Linked DNA regions of Mus musculus: regions 2, 3 and 4 are each linked to region 1. Evidence: chromatin contacts called from public HiChIP or PLAC-seq and promoter capture Hi-C data. All regions are on one chromosome and are shown on one strand. The core of a region is the stretch at or near the end of the contact, and the rest is flanking DNA. Distances in the headings are between cores, read along the strand shown.

Evidence for each region. Promoter capture Hi-C pulls out the DNA fragments that hold promoters and counts their contacts. HiChIP or PLAC-seq counts read pairs in DNA pulled down with a chosen protein or histone mark.
Region 2: an H3K27ac HiChIP or PLAC-seq map of embryonic stem cells shows a contact between it and region 1, with 8 read pairs. The contact joins the enhancer-like site here to the promoter of Pcbd2 in region 1. A contact is called at or near these places in 2 of 115 datasets of contacts at active chromatin or transcription factors (both in embryonic stem cells).
Region 3: a promoter capture Hi-C map of frontonasal cranial neural crest shows a contact between it and region 1, with 4 times the contacts expected there. The contact joins the enhancer-like site here to the promoter of Pcbd2 in region 1. A contact is called at or near these places in 12 of 39 promoter capture datasets (the 3T3-L1 cell line, cranial neural crest, embryonic stem cells and 6 more), 10 of 484 Hi-C or Micro-C datasets (the N1E-115 cell line, adipose-derived mesenchymal stem cells, cerebellum and 6 more), 8 of 115 datasets of contacts at active chromatin or transcription factors (astrocytes, embryonic forebrain, embryonic hindbrain and 5 more) and 1 of 9 other capture datasets (embryonic stem cells).
Region 4: a promoter capture Hi-C map of cranial neural crest shows a contact between it and region 1. The contact joins the enhancer-like site here to the promoter of Pcbd2 in region 1. A contact is called at or near these places in 3 of 39 promoter capture datasets (cranial neural crest, hippocampal neurons and maxillary cranial neural crest), 3 of 484 Hi-C or Micro-C datasets (the N1E-115 cell line, myocytes and nephron progenitors) and 2 of 9 other capture datasets (adipose tissue and embryonic stem cells).

Annotation. Positions count from the first base shown.
Region 1 is chr13:55,725,805-55,729,512 of GRCm38.p6, reverse strand. It overlaps Pcbd2 (pterin 4 alpha carbinolamine dehydratase/dimerization cofactor of hepatocyte nuclear factor 1 alpha (TCF1) 2), which reads right to left and starts at 2,145. Exons shown (of 4, transcript NM_028281.1): 1 at 2,039-2,145. The coding sequence starts at 2,140. Txndc15 (thioredoxin domain containing 15) reads right to left here. Exons shown (of 5, transcript NM_175150.3): 5 at 3,286-3,708. The coding sequence ends at 3,650.
Region 2 is chr13:56,192,793-56,196,500 of GRCm38.p6, reverse strand. It overlaps a transcript of Gm31657 not described here. Among named protein-coding and RNA genes, the nearest start is that of Tifab, 16 kb to the right of the region's middle. Within about 2 kb of position 2,085, at least 15 of the 459 cell types and tissues checked have an H3K27ac peak or open chromatin away from gene starts, as enhancers often do. A contact at or near this core is called in embryonic stem cells, where this site is marked.
Region 3 is chr13:56,070,125-56,073,832 of GRCm38.p6, reverse strand. It overlaps Macroh2a1 (macroH2A.1 histone), which reads left to right. Exons shown (of 9, transcript NM_001159513.1): 9 at 1-211. Among named protein-coding and RNA genes, the nearest start is that of Gm31485, 49 kb to the left of the region's middle. Within about 2 kb of position 2,057, at least 4 of the 459 cell types and tissues checked have an H3K27ac peak or open chromatin away from gene starts, as enhancers often do.
Region 4 is chr13:56,050,767-56,054,474 of GRCm38.p6, reverse strand. No RefSeq gene overlaps it. Among named protein-coding and RNA genes, the nearest start is that of Gm31485, 68 kb to the left of the region's middle. Within about 2 kb of position 1,569, at least 23 of the 459 cell types and tissues checked have an H3K27ac peak or open chromatin away from gene starts, as enhancers often do.

The sequences.
Region 1 (3,708 bases), core at 896-3,395:
AACTTATTACTGTTGCATGCTAAGCTTGGCCTCTCTGGCTTCCAGGTTCCTTGAGTCTATACAGGGTTGGACAGTATCGAAATGCTAAGAAATGGTTTGGTTGGTTGGTGGGTTAGGTTTTTTTGTTTTGTTTTATTTTGTTTTGTTTTATTTTGTTTTTCGAGACAGGGTTTCTCTGTGTAGCCCTGGCTGTCCTGGAGCTCTCTCTGTAGACCGGGCTGGCCTCGAACTCACAGATCCACCTGCTTCTTTCTCCTGAATGCTTGGATGAAATATTTGGTCTTTGAAAGACTTAAAGAGATCTTTCACGGGGCTGGTGAGATGGCTCAGCGGGTAAGAGCACTGACTGCTCTTCTGAAGGTCCTGAGTTCAAATCCCAGCAACCACATGGTGGCTCACAACCACCCATAATGAGACCTGATGCCCTCTTCTGGCTCATCTGAAGACAGCTACAGTGTACTTATATATAATAATAAATACATCTTTAAAAAAAGAGAGAGAGATCTTTCACTAAGCACAGTAGTATATGCTTTAGTCTCAGTTCTCAGGAGAAAGAGGCAGGGGGATTTCTGTGTTTAAGGCCAGCTTGGTCTACATCCCCATTATTAGGTGGAAGGAAAGACAGGGATGAGGAAGGGAGGAAGAGCTGAAAGGAGGGGGAAAGGTCGTAAATGTGATGGTGCCCAAAACAGACTCTGACACACAGCAGCCATTCCAATCAATCTGTCTACTCATTCCTTCCCAGGCACCATGGTTTTGTAAGGTCACCAGCACCTTAGGCAGGAGCAGGCCCTAAAACTCACCTAGGTTGCAGCAATCGAGTTGTACAGAAATCTGAGCTAGTTTACATGTTTTATAGTAAAGCAATTTCACATCGAGGGTGGTGGCACAGGCTTGTGTTCTCAGGACTTGGGAGGTGGAAGCAGGAATGTATCTGAGTTCAAGGTCGGCCTTAGCTACAAGAAACTCATCCATTAAAAACAAAGCAAAATGAAATGTCATTCCTTCTTTTATTGGAAGAAAAGAATCAGGTAGGAAAGGGAGCAGAGTTTAGTGTACCTGAATACATCTGTATGAAAATTATTTTAATTAAATTAATTTTTAAAATGTTAACCAAATGCAATGACTAGTCCTGGATTACACCAGGAAACAAAAAAATCTCTAAAGTCATTAGTCAAAAACAATGGACGTTATCAGCATAATTTTCTGACTTCAACAATTCTACTGTGTAATATAAGAAAAATATTTATTTGGGGAAATTCATTATAGAAATTTTACAGGAAAATAAATTATGTCTACGAGTTCTTCATAAAAACGTTGTCAAATAGGCTCTAGTGAGCGCCCGTAAAGGAAACGGTGAGTTTCATGCTGCATTTTCCACTAGATGGAGCTGCGTGTTAAAAAAAACTTACCCTCGGCTAACTCTCTCTCCCCTCTACCCCTCACACTCTCAAAGTACACCTCAGACGGTCTCCCAGCACTCCTCGCCGGCTGCGCCGTAATCCTCCTGCCTCAGCCTCGCCAGATGTAAGAATTACAAGCCGCAACGCACAGGCAAAATTCTAAAATCTGACAGAGTAAGAAAACGAAATGTCCTCTTTAAAAGTGGTGAGGGAAAAAAAAATCGATGTGCCCTTCAAAAACGGGAAAAGGGCGTGGAGGGGTTACTAACTCTTCTAAAGCCCCCTGACCAAGAACAACACGGTTAGCTGGTCACTTAGGTCCTGGTCACCCCAGGACTGCTCGCAGCCCACAGAATGGCTTCGCAACTAAACGTCACATTTGGATTTGTTTTTTCCCACGATAATGTTTCCGGTGAGCACGCTCAAAAACTACGGCAGAAGCTGTCTGGGTGTTCTGTTTTGTTTGAGGCAGGGTCCACTACGGAGCCCTGGCTGGTCTCGAACTCACGGATGTCTCCCAGCCTCGTCCTCCCCCGCGCGGGGGCTATGGCGTGTGAGCTGCGGGTCTGCGCGCGCAGTCGCCCCCACGCAGCAGAAGGAACGAAGGCCCGGTGGCTCGCCCGGGCCGCACTCACCATGGCCGCCCTGCTCGCGCCCGGGCTGCGCAGCGCCGCCAGCCACCGCCCCGCGCTACGCGCTCCCACCGCCGCTACAGCCACCGCCGCTGCCGCCACCATGGTCCCGGGCTGCCCGGCGTGCTGCCTGACGCGGCGCAGGCACCGAAGGCCCCCGAAGGGGATGGCCGCCGCGCCCGCGGGAACTCTTTGCAGACCGAGCGCCCTCTGCGCGCCGGGCCACCGCTGCTGTGCTCAGGGCTTAAAGACCCGGCTGCCGCGACCCGGAACGCCGCGCTGAGCTCGCTCCTCTCTGCAGCTCGACCATGCTGCATGCACAAGTGCATTACCCACCCAGGACGGGTGGAGACAACTCTGTTCCCTTACATGCAGGTCCTATGTGTGTATATTGATCTTTATTATTCTTTTGTCATTTTTTTTCTTGCGATGTAACTGACAATAAAATTCATTTTAAAACCCATGCTGGGTGGGGGGGGTAGGGGCGGGGCTTAACTTAGTGCTGAGTTTTGAGTAAAATGTTGCAGCTTTTAGCTCGATTTGTATCTTTTTGGTTTTGGGTTTGTTTTTTTTTTTTTTTTTAAAGATTTATTTATTTATTATATGTAAGTACACTGTAGCTATCTTCAGACACACCAGAAGAGGGCGTCAGATCTTATGACAAATGGTTTTGAGCCAGCCACCATGTGGTTGCTGGGACTTGAACTCAGCAGTCAGTGCTCTTAACCACTGAATCATCTCTCCAGCCCCCTCATTTTGGTTTTTTTACTAGGTAACTTTGTTGTATTCCTTTCCTGAGACAGTTTCATGAAGCCAGGTAGAGTTGCAGAGGCTGGCCTGGAACATCCATCTCCACCTCCCAGAAGCTGGGGATTTTGGACGTGTCACCATGCACTATCCTGTTAGTTTTTCTAAATTAGCACATTAATATTACCAATTTGCCAGTTCTCTCCTCCCACCGTGTGGAACACAGGGATCGAACTCAGATCTTCACACTTGGTGACAAGCACCTTTATCTGCTAAGCCATCTCAGCGGCCCATGTCATCTCTTTGCTGTGTCCTAAACTAGACCAGACTCAACCTCCAGGCAAGGACAGGGTTCTTAACTTCCTTTGGATCTCAATCTAGCTGTGTGCTAGTATATGACTGGGCAATGTCTGTGCTCTAGCACAGAATTAACATGTTTTAATTAGAATTAGGAGTTTCTCCTAAAGTCTGCCATTCCCAGAAACAAGCGAAACCACTTTGAATTGTTTCAGTGACTTTATTTTTCACCTGGTCCTGTAGTAGACCTGCACTTCCCGTCCTAGCCCATACTTCCCATCTTAGCTCCTCTTCTGAGACAACACTTTCCTGTTTGACGACACTAGAAAAGAAATTCATTATGTTCAAGTATTAAAAAGCAACAACAGTCAATTCTAGTGGACATTTTTGTACCTGCTAGTTGTCATAGGAAAAACACATTTATATGAAATCTTTTCAGCTTTTCAGTAGTCCAACAAGAACATGATTCTTGAATCTGATTTCCGTTGCAAGTCCACACATTTAGCGACTGTAATGCTAAGTCCACAAAGGAGGGGCTGAGACCCCTCTTGTTCCAGTTCAGTTCTGTCTTTACTCTGCGTGTTCCTGTTCTTGTCCTGGAATCAGCCACCGAATACTCTCAGTGCGGA
Region 2 (3,708 bases), core at 836-3,335, 470 kb before region 1:
GTGACACTGAAAGGAAATAAAACTGTAATTCATGTAATGTATGTTAAATAGCCCAAAGAGTTGTTTCTGAGCTTTGAAACCTGGGGCTGAGAACATAGCAGAACAGACCAGGACATGCCCGGGCAAGCCCATCGCCTCCCTAGCTCCCACCCCTCTGACCTAAGTTAAATGTTACAGGCTGCTGATGTTTAAATGGACCAATCATGTGAAACCGCGCCAATTCCTCCCCCAGCCCCACTCCTTTTCTATAAAAACCCCTAGCTTCCAAGCCTCGTGGTTGAATCCACTGTCTCCTGTTATGTGAGATACGTTTTGACCCGGAGCTCCGCCATTAAAAAACCTCTTGTTGTTACATCAAGGTGTTGTGTTCTATTCGTGATTCTTGGGTGCACGCCAAATCGGGAGCTGAGTGGGGGTTTCCCCACTGAGTTCTTTCAACACCAGCAGGCACATCCCGTCAGAGGTCAGCATTGTAGCATGCAGGCTTCCATAGCAGCCCGTGCAGCACCTTTCTGCACTGTGGTAGGTAACCACGGCTTTCCTGAGCTGTCAAGGTTTATTTCTCTGTGGCCTGAATCAGAGTGAGTGGTGTTGTCAACAACAGTGTCCTACCATCTCAGTGTGGCGGGTGTGATGGTTTGTATATGCTTGGCCCAGGGAGTGGCACTATTAGGACGTGTGGCCTTATTGGAGTGGATGTAGCCTTATTGAAGTAGGTATAGCCCTGTTGGAGTAGATGTGGCCTTGTTGGAGTGGGTGTATCACTGTGGGCATGGGCTCTAAGACCCTCATTCTAGCTTCCTAAAAGTCAGTCTTCTGCTAGCAGCCTTCAGATGAAGATGTAGAACTCTCAGCTCCTCCTACACCATGCCTGCCTGGATGCTGCCATGTTCCTGCCTTGATGATAATGGACTGAACCTCTGAACCTATAAGCCAGCCCCAATTAAATGTGGACCTTATAAGAGTTGCCTTGGTCATGGTGTCCGTTCACGGCGGTAAAACCCTAATTAAGACAGTGGGCAACCAGACACCTTGGCTTTTTCTACATAAAGTCAAGTTGTCCCATCAGTTACTCTCCCTCCCTTCAAAAAATAGAGACCAGTCCTTTTCTCAAAGATATCTCCAACAGAAACTGCAGTCAAATGCCAGTATTTTATTTCATATTTTCTTGTCTGAGATCTTTCTCTAAGACCTTTGCCCGTTTTAAGCCTTTGACTCTTCACAATATCAACACTGTCTATAAAAACAAAAACAGGAAGGCCACATATAGGACCCCTCTGGGTCAACATAAGAAATATCTGAATTCAGATTTGAACCCAGGTACCTGGCTTCTTAAAATTCCAAGCAGGCAACACTGCCCCAGAATCTTCTTGATACCTAAAATCCAAAGGTCACTGTCACAAACATGAATATCAGGGGCTCAGTGGCACAGCTGCAGAATGGGAGAGACAGACAGGACCAGCAAGGCCAATGTCCAGGATATGGTACAAGAAGAGTGCCTCCTCCCCATATCATGCAGACTTCTCCACACTCTGAGTAAGGGACTTCTATTAGACACCCCCCCACCTCAACTACAACCCCCAAAGCTCCCACCCCTCATTATCCTCAGAGCCCCAGCAGTCCCTATTGTGTGGGGTAGACTCCAATGCTCCGGTGTAGCATAAATGGCCAGGCACGGATTTTCAGTCCCCACTTGGCTTTGCAGCCTTTGGTCTCTGCTGTCCCTTCGCTGACAGGCAGAGCCCTGGAGGACTGGAGCTGCTACTCAGGCATCCACCCTTGGTGCCACACACCATTCAGCTATTGCATAAGCTCCCGGGGGGCATTTGACACACCGTTTGCCTGGCTCCAGCTGCTGGTTCATATGCTCTTTGGTTCTTCCCCAAAGTCCGGGCTCTAGAATGAAGGTATCCTGGTTGTTTTGCTATTGTTGTTCATTTGTTTGTTTGTTGACTTGACATAAGCTAGAGTCATGTCAGAAGAGGGAAATCACAACTGAGAAAACACTCCACAAGATCAGCCTGTAGGCAAGCCTGCTGGGCACTTTTTAAATTAGTGACTGACGTGGGGCAGGTGAGCCAACCTACTGTGGGTGATGCCACTCCAGAGCAGCTGGTCCTGGGTGGTATAAGCAAGCAAGCTGAGCAAGCCAGTAAGCGCGTTCTCTCATGATTTCTACATCATGTCCTGCCTTGCTGCCGCAGACCTTCTGGGTCCCTGTGTCTGCGTGGAACGGGGTCTCTCGACGCGGGTGGGCAAAGCGTGGATGAATGACAGACAGACACACACGCAGGAGAGTTTGTGTGGAATCTGAATGTAATTTTACAACTCGAACATCAGACTTTTTATGCAGAGGACAATAAGGAAGTTGGGTGACATATTCGAACGGTACAATTGAGGTAACCGGAATCTTACATAAAACAGAGGAATGTAAACACAAAAGGTCTAACGGGAACCACCCAGGATAGAATACATTGATAACAGCTGGGATCAACAAGGGCTCCACCTAAAATTCACTAATCTTAGAAGCCAGGGTCAAGGGCTTCGCGTCCTTGCCACAGTTCCTATTTTAGTCTCTTGTCCACCTTCCCCTTAGGCCATTGTAAATAGGTGTGTATGGGTGTAACTCTGCTATAGTATCTATTCTGGTTTCTCCTTTGGTCTGAAACTTCCTTCTTTTTAAGTGATGGTAAATTCCTGTGTAAGGGAGTGACTTAGCTTTTACAATCTTGCTGAATTCTAAACCCTTGATCTTGGTCAAGGATGCCCTTGGACTGTTGGAACACTGGCGGAAGGCTTAAGCCATGTCAAAATTCAATTTTAAAAAGCACTTATAATAGGAAAATACTGAAAGAGAGCACATGGATCCATACTCTAGACTAGCGCGGTAATGGAACTCGGGAATGAAAAATTAATATATGGGTAGAGAACACTAGACTCCAGGAGGAGAGCTTCCTTGAAACTCTTTTGCCTCATGAGTGACTTTTAAGCCTTTCGGCTTGTCCAGTTGACTCGACCGGAGAGCGTAGCACCTTGCCTTCCCTCATTGGTGGAATACAGCCTGAGAGTTACAAGCTGAAGTAAATGCCTTCTCCCCGGTCGCTTTTCGTCATGGTGTTCATGTTTTACCACAGCAGTAGAAACTCTTAAGATAGCAGGCTTCTGGAAGGATGACTTCCTTACAGTGCCAGGCTGACTGATGGTCCCAAAGACATCCCTCATCAGGAAGCAAGAACTGCTACCGATGGCAAACGAGGTGTTCAAACCATATGGAGGTGATCCTTGATCAGCTGTTTGGAAACTAAAGGTATCCATGGGCATTACTAAGATGGGAATTTGAAAAGACATCTCACATACATGGAAAAGGTTGTGTGAAGATCAGCAGAGAGCTGATGAGGTAGAAGGCTTGAAGATTGGTATGCCTACAAGCCAAGAAATGCCAGAAACCTCTCTCAGTTGAAAGAGGCATGAGTTGGGCATATAACTCTGCTGACACTTTGGTTTCAACCTGAGATGCTGAGTTCTGGCTTCTAGGACTGTAGTTTAGTTTGCAGCTGTTTGTAACAGCAGACACAGGAACATGACCAGACACAAATTCAGTGGTTCACGAGTTTCCTATTGTATCCACAGGAACATACAATGCGTTCAGCACATAATAGGCCCTCGAGGAGTATACATTGGGCTACCAAATGAAGGAATTTCCTATGA
Region 3 (3,708 bases), core at 808-3,307, 340 kb before region 1:
AGTGGCATTCTTTTTACTATAACGGTTTTCCCCCCTCTCAGAAGAGAAATCTTAAAATTTGCAACAGACCTCCTAACTTTTGTTTACTTTTTTTGTCTTAACGATAGATTTGAAAATGAAAAATGTTAAAAAGACAACTGGATCTGTTGTCCGTATTATATTTGCAATCTGAAATTTGTGTGAATTGATTTAGTAAAATGTTAAACTGTTACGACTGGCCGTGTTTTGTGTTACTGTGTCCTAGGACACAGGTACAGGCAGCTTACACCCAGGAAGCTCCCGGATAGACCCTGTACCTCGGCAATTTGGTCAGACATCTGCTGGCCCTAGGGGTGTGTAGGAAATTCATGTTGGAAGCTTCAGTTCTCCCGAGTGTGGTTGGGGTGTCAGTTCCATCTCACAGAGCAGGTACCCAAAGCCACACTGAGTCTGATGCAGAGATCAAGGTCTTGGGCTCTGGGCCAGATCCCTCCTGGCCCCATCTGTCTCTAACTTGTGACTGGTTCTACAGATAAAACTCAGGCCATGAACCCTCTGCTTGTCTGCATTTGCTAGCCCCCCCCCCCCTACAGTAAGGTCCCTAGCAAGAGGGTCCCCAAAGATACTCTGTCACTGCCGAGGTCAAGGGCACTCGTGATAATCATCTAGATTTGCCTGAAAGCACAGAAGCCTTCTCGTATGTCCTTGGCAGGTGTCTGTCTAGAAGGGTAGGTAGAACCAGGGAGGAGGACGAAGCGCACTCCAGAGCATGGACCTATGTACAGCATCTCTTCTATGCCAGCTCTGGTGGTACATGCCTTTAATCGAAACTTGGAGGCAAGGGCTGGTGGAGCCCTGTGATATAAAAGCCAGCCAGGGCCACACAAACCGTGTCTCAAAAAACAAACAGATTTCCTTTCCACAGGAAGTCTGACGAAGTCCGGCCAGGTCAGGACTCAGTCTTAGCAGTAGCCACAACCACCTCCAACTCAGACCTGAGTGACACTTTCCTAGCTTCTGGCTCCAGAACCCTTTCTTAACCAGAGCAGCGCTAGGTTTAAATTGCCTCCTAGGGGCTTCATTTGGCATTGATTCCTCCAAGAGGGCGCACCTTAAAACAGGGCTCAGACTTTCCTAAGGAGTGTACCCAATACCCTAGAGCACGGCTCTCACATGTAGCATTCCCCCCCCCCCCCCAACACACACACACACACAAGGGCAGAGTAGACACTACTGTTTGCTGGTGGTTTGGACATGTGCTGTGTGCCAGGCACAGTAGTGAGTACTTCATAGGCAACGATGCACGTGCTTCCTTTCCATCACATAAAAAAGCAGGGCCCATTGTTAGCTGTGAGCCAGCTGTCTAGTGACAAGATGCTGCCACCTGTGGACAGACCCTGTCACTGATCACTCTGACAGCCCACCTGGCCTTGGTGGCAGTTCTAACTCGGAGAATGAGACATCCCAAGGCACCTATTAAGTGTGTAGGAGGAGTCCAGGTTTAAATGACTTGTGTTCCTCCACCTTTGAAACAATTCCAGTCAAGCAACTGGTAGAGTTTTTGAAGACCCTCCACTAGATGTCGCCCAAAGGATTGGGAAGGGACTGGGGAAAAAGGGGCAGCCAGTTTCTGCTCTTTCTTGGCAACAGCACAAAAGAATTTGTTGCAATTCTTGCGGTTTCCAAAAATCACCTAAATGGTTCTAAACGTTGACCATCCAGTGCACGGTGGTTGCTAGGATTGCACCTGCAGGGAACCTCTCAAAGCATGCGTATGTCTCCACTCGGAAGACCACGCTTGAGTTAGTAAAACGTCCACACCAAGTGCTGTGAGGGGACACATGCCAGTGTCCTCCCGCAGCCACAAGCTGCTGGGTTAGTGACAGCAAATACCACAGAACAGAGTCCCCATCTCTATCCAGAATCCAAGGCCGCATACCCTTGGATTCTACAGTGGCCCCAGACACTTAGGAAACACTTTCTCGTTTGTTTGTTTGTTTGTTTGGTATGAGCGTGGTATACGTGCACATGTGTGCCCTGATCTATGGAACGACAGCCTCTAGCCCTGGAGCTAGGCCGGCTGCCAACAAGCCAGCATGATCTGTCTGCCCTGCCACAGGGCTAATGGCATAGCCTCATGAAGCCACACCTGCCCTTTTTTTTTTCTTTTTCTTTTTTTTTTTTTCCATTTAATTTTTTTTTGTGGATGCTAAGAGTTTGAACTCGAGTCCTGACATTTCCGCAGCAAGTGCCAAGCCATCTCCTCTCCTCCCCTGACCTGTTTCTGAAGAGCAACCCGTGCTCTGAGCAGCAGGGCTCCACCCTGAGTAAGTCCATGGTTTTCTTAATAGCTTCTTCCATGAGCCTTCAAATGGCCTTTGGGATGTCACAGAGACCACAGCTCCAACTGGGACTGAGTTAGCAACAGCAGCTGCAAGTATCCCCCTCACACACACACACACCCACATCCTTCCCCCTGCTTCTCATGGCAAGCCTAGGAGGATGGTAACGGTCTTTACATGTAGGGAAACAGTTGACGCACACTCCTACAAGACCACATGGCTCTAAGGGGAGCTAGGATTCGAACCCAGCTCCACATGACTGTACAACCAGAGCTTTCCCAGGATGTACTTCCCTTTGGTATCAGTCCAGTATTTTGCACCGCCCTTGTCTGTCCACTGGCAGGGCCTGGGTGATCAGCCTGGGGACCATAAACAACTCAGTGTATGAAAGAATCAAAATGTATATACTGAAGGAACTGGAGAGGTGTTCATTGACTAAGAGAGATTCTTCCAGAAGACCCAGGTTTCATTCCCAGTACCCAATATGGTAGCTTAACTGTCCGTAACTCCAGTTCCAGGGGATCCAACACCCTCCTGGCCTCTCTGGGTACCACACACACACACATGATGCAGACACAAATGCAGGCAGGCAACAACACACCCACATGTTAGAAATGTGTGTCTGGGCAAGCTTGACATGAATTTTACAAATGTTTCCCGTGACAGAGGCCTCTGATGGTTGGCTTGTCACATAGACAGGCCAGGCAGTGCCTCTGTCCAGCAATGGCTTGCAGAAGTGAGTTTGCTTCCTGGTGTGGGAGGCTCTAGAGGGCTTCTTAGAACATGTAACCTAGCGCTAGACTTGGTAGGGAAGGTCGGGATCTTCTTAGACAAGGTGGGTGACAAATGGAGCATGGACAGAGAGCCCCCTCGACTCCAGGCTGGGGGCACCCTGGGCCCTTCTGCTGATGACCCAGGCCTCGCCCCTACCCCCACTCATGACGGCCACCCCTTCCCGCCTTCTGCACCCCACCCCCAGCATTTGACAAACTTATTTTCCATTCAGGGTCAGGTGCATATTGCAGCCAGCCCTGACAGACAGATTAGCTTATATGCTAAAGCGGGTGTGTGTGTGTGTTTGTGTTTGTGTGTGTGTGTGTAGAATTCCATGAGCAACAATCTCCCACTTCACCCAAAGCTGACAGCGCTGGCTCCCAGGGCTTCTAGGCTGTCTGCTCAGCCTTCCTCAAAAGGTGAGGCCCCAGCAAGCTTGTCCATTTCTTGTTTGTCATTTGGGCTGCTTGGTGATCACCCTGTGGTCCTGAGGGCAAAGCCTGGCCTGTAGTCTCATTAGCAACCATGATGTTTAATTTTCCCCAAGGCACCAATGTCGAACTTTATCTTAGAAGCTGGCTTTGGGGCCTCCTTGCAGGGATGAGGGGGAGGC
Region 4 (3,708 bases), core at 320-2,819, 330 kb before region 1:
GATTTCCTATTCATCTAAAGCAACCAGCTAGCAGCAGTAGGCCGGAGAATTGATCTCTATCCAATCCTCGGAGAGCTTCATATGGTACTTGGGGTGGGGGAGGGAAGGGGGCAATCACCGCTCTGAATACCACAACCTGTGAGCTGCTTTAATGTCATGCTAGGGCTTCTGTCCGCAGATCAGGAGACTGGGGCTCCAGAAGAATTCATCAAGGGAATTAGATTGCTCTCCCTCTAGGATGCACCTGAGGGGTTTCCATGACAGCACTGTCAGCTCATTAACTAGAGTGGGTAGCTGTGATCTCCCCTAATACCTCTGAGAGTTTCTGCAGCCTGAACACCCAGCCAGGGCCCTAATTCATTTCGGCGAGTGGCATCAAATGTGTTTCTGTCTCTGTGATCTCAAATTGGATAATCCTTGTCCTGGTGGCTTCTCATTGGCCAGAGTATCACCTGTCATGCCACAATGACCTGTTTGCTTATGTGTGATGTGATTCTAACATCCCATTCGGCACCCCAGAACCTCTCTCTGCAGGACTGACCAGGGTGAGCATGATCCAGACTCTCCACTCAGGATCTAGCCCACTTCATCTCTCAGGCTGTAGTTGTCTGGGTCTTCTGTCACCTCAGCTTGCTTGGGCTCCAGAGTGCATAGGCAGAGACTTCATCTCTAGCCAATGGCCAGCTTCTTCATGTATCTTTACAAGAGGACAAGGAATACCAACTGGGCCAGGCATACCCTTAAGGATGGGGATCAATCCAATGGGGGAGGGCCTGAAACCGTCCCATCTCATGAGGTGGGGGAGGGAGAGGCGGCAGAGAAGAGCTAGGCAGTAGCTGAGGGCAGAGGAGGCAAAGAGGCAGGTGTTGCCATGGAAGGTAGTTGCATATCCGAGCCCCCTGCATAGCAGTGGGACAAACTTTGATCACTGGCTGCTACCCACTGACTCAACTCAGAAGACACAGGAACAGTTTAAAGATTATCATATCAGATGACACATGGCTGAGTTCTCAGACCACTGTGGTGACAGGGTAGCAGGTAGACTAGGGTTGGGGCAGAAAGAATGGAACCGTCCATCCAAGAGAAAGGGGAAGGGGCAGAGGAAGGAGGAGAGGGAGGGGGGAGAAGGGGAAGGAGGAGAAGGGAGAGGGGGAGAGGAGGAGAGGGAGAGAGCTTGTGGTTCCACTTTCTGTACCATTTATATGCTGTGTGGCCTTGGGTAGGATACTTAACCTTTCTGAGATTTTAGTTCACTGACTTGAAAAGAGCCTGAGAAACAGTGGGCCTGTCGTGAGGATTAAACTTGATAATGCATAAAAAGCACTTGGCAGGGCGCCTGGCACACAGTAAATGCTCAATAAATGTTTGCTTAGAAAAACAAAAAGGCGAAGGCTGATTCCAGAGGCCTCTCCCTCCCCCAGTCCCCTCAATCAATAAAAGCAACCCTTTTATCTAAATCCCCGGGACCAAGGGGAAACCAAACACGGCAGCTGCAGGCCTGCCTTCAGAGCCCTGCACACCCCTGCCCTGCCCCGGCTGCTCCAGCTCGGGTCTCAGTGCTGCGTGTCCCAGGGAAGAATGCTGGCGCTGTGACCTGGCCGTGAACCTCCCCCAGCCTCAAACGCACACAAAAGCCATTGCCCTGCCTCACAAATGCCTCACTCAGCCCTAACCTCCCTGCCCCATCAGGAGCCTTCGGACACATGGATAGAGCCCGGCAAAGTACCACACCTGCCTGGGGTTGCTGCCTGACCCTTGTGTTTAAGGAAAAAAACCAACGTGTTCTTCCTATTCATTACTCGAAGTGGTAATTTTTTGTGCTCTGTGCTGACGCCTACATAAAGCAGGGAAATTCAATCCAGTGTAAAATACACTTCGTAGAAGATGGTAACACAAGCTCTTCACACCCTGGGAACTTTCTGCCGGACTTTTCACGAGAAAATCATGGGGTCTTTCTGGTGGCATGGGAGGTATCTAGTTTGCAAAATGTGTGTGTCTGGGCAGGGGCAGATTCCCCCAGAGACTCCAGGACTTCTGAAAGCTATCCTACCGGCATGTTGGATGGGGCGTGGGGGTTTCCAGTATGCTCATCAGATACTCATATGCCACAGTCACAGGCAGGCTGGACGCCATCTCGGGTCTAAGAGACAAGGCTACGTTCTCGCTTGCCTCTGGATTATAGTGCATCTTCAGAGATGTGCAGCAGAAACACCCTAGGGTCAGGAGGACCCCAAGCTGCAATCCCAGTTTTTTTGTTTTGTTTTGTTTTGGTTTGGTTTGGTTTAACCACTGAAAAAATCCATGAGGCTTCCTCTATCTGACCTCAGTTTCGGGGTAAGGCTGAAGGAGCTGCCAGGTGCAGGCTGTAAACCAAAACAAGACAACTGAGCCTGTCCCCAGCATGCCATAAACATCTGTCCCTTCCCTTCTGCAAGTGTCCATTTCAGAAAACAGCATATCTGAGCCACCCTCCTCCCCAAAGTAGGCCAGTGAATCTATTATGTAGATAGAACAAAATAATTTTTAAAATGACTATTACTAGATTAAGATAGCAGGGATTTTTTTAAAACTTCCATGGATATTATCTAAATAAGCTTCAGGTTTCCCGCAGGTGCAATAAACAGACAGATAAGCAAGGAGCCTACTGGGCCCGGATGAAACCTAAGCCCTGGTCTTACTTCCAGAAAATGGAAGGATGACTCTCTTGCTTTTCCAATCTTCTGTCTCACAGTAACTGTTCAATACGGGGAGAACCACATGGAAAAAAATCGATGGGACGGTGCAAAGTTCTTGTTAAAGTGGAAGGAGCCATAAAGCTCCGTGAATGCTCTATCTCTCACTTTTAAAAAGAAAGAGAATTCGGGGCTAGAGACAAGGCTCAGAGGTTAAGAGTGCTGGCTGCTCTTCTAGAGGACCCAGTTTTGATTCCCAGCTCCCACATGGCTCACAACCATCTGTAACTGCAGTCCCAACAGATCCACACTCTCTTCTGGCCTCTGTGGGAATCAAGTATATGTGCCACTTGCATGCATACACACACACACACACACACACACACACACACACACACACACACACACTGGAGTGGGGAGAGAGAGAGAGAGAGAGAGAGAGAGAGAGAACACAAAAAGTAAAATTAAATTTTTTTTTTAACTTTAAAAAAATTGGTTTTTCGAGACAGGGTTTCTCTGTATAGCCCTGGCTGTCCTGGATCTCACTTTGTAGACCAGGCTAGCCTCGAACTCAGAAATCTGCCTGCCTCTGCCTCCCAAATGCTGGGATTAAAGGTGTGTACCACCACGCCCGGTTCATAGAGGCTTTTCAAAACTGGCTTATGATCCCAGTTCTTAATTCAGCATATCTAAAGGGAGAATCCCACATTATATATTCCCCCTAATAACGTGCTGAAACCAAAGGCTGCAAAGGTCTTGGTTGGTGCAATTGTCTTACAAATGTAAAGCGAAACATTCCAGCTTTGACTTCAGCTTTTGTTGAATCTTGATAAACACAGACAGACCGGGAACCCAGCAGTCAGACAAGAGCAGGGATGTTCTGTTTCCACAAATTTCCTTCAGCTCCTCCACAGCCAAATCCTTTGCCCCAGACAACGGTTCTGTCTGTTCGGGAGAGTCCCATGAGAGCATCCTTCTTCCATCTAGGTGCAGTGGGATACATCCTGTGTGCGCACCATTGGTGTGTGGGTGTTTT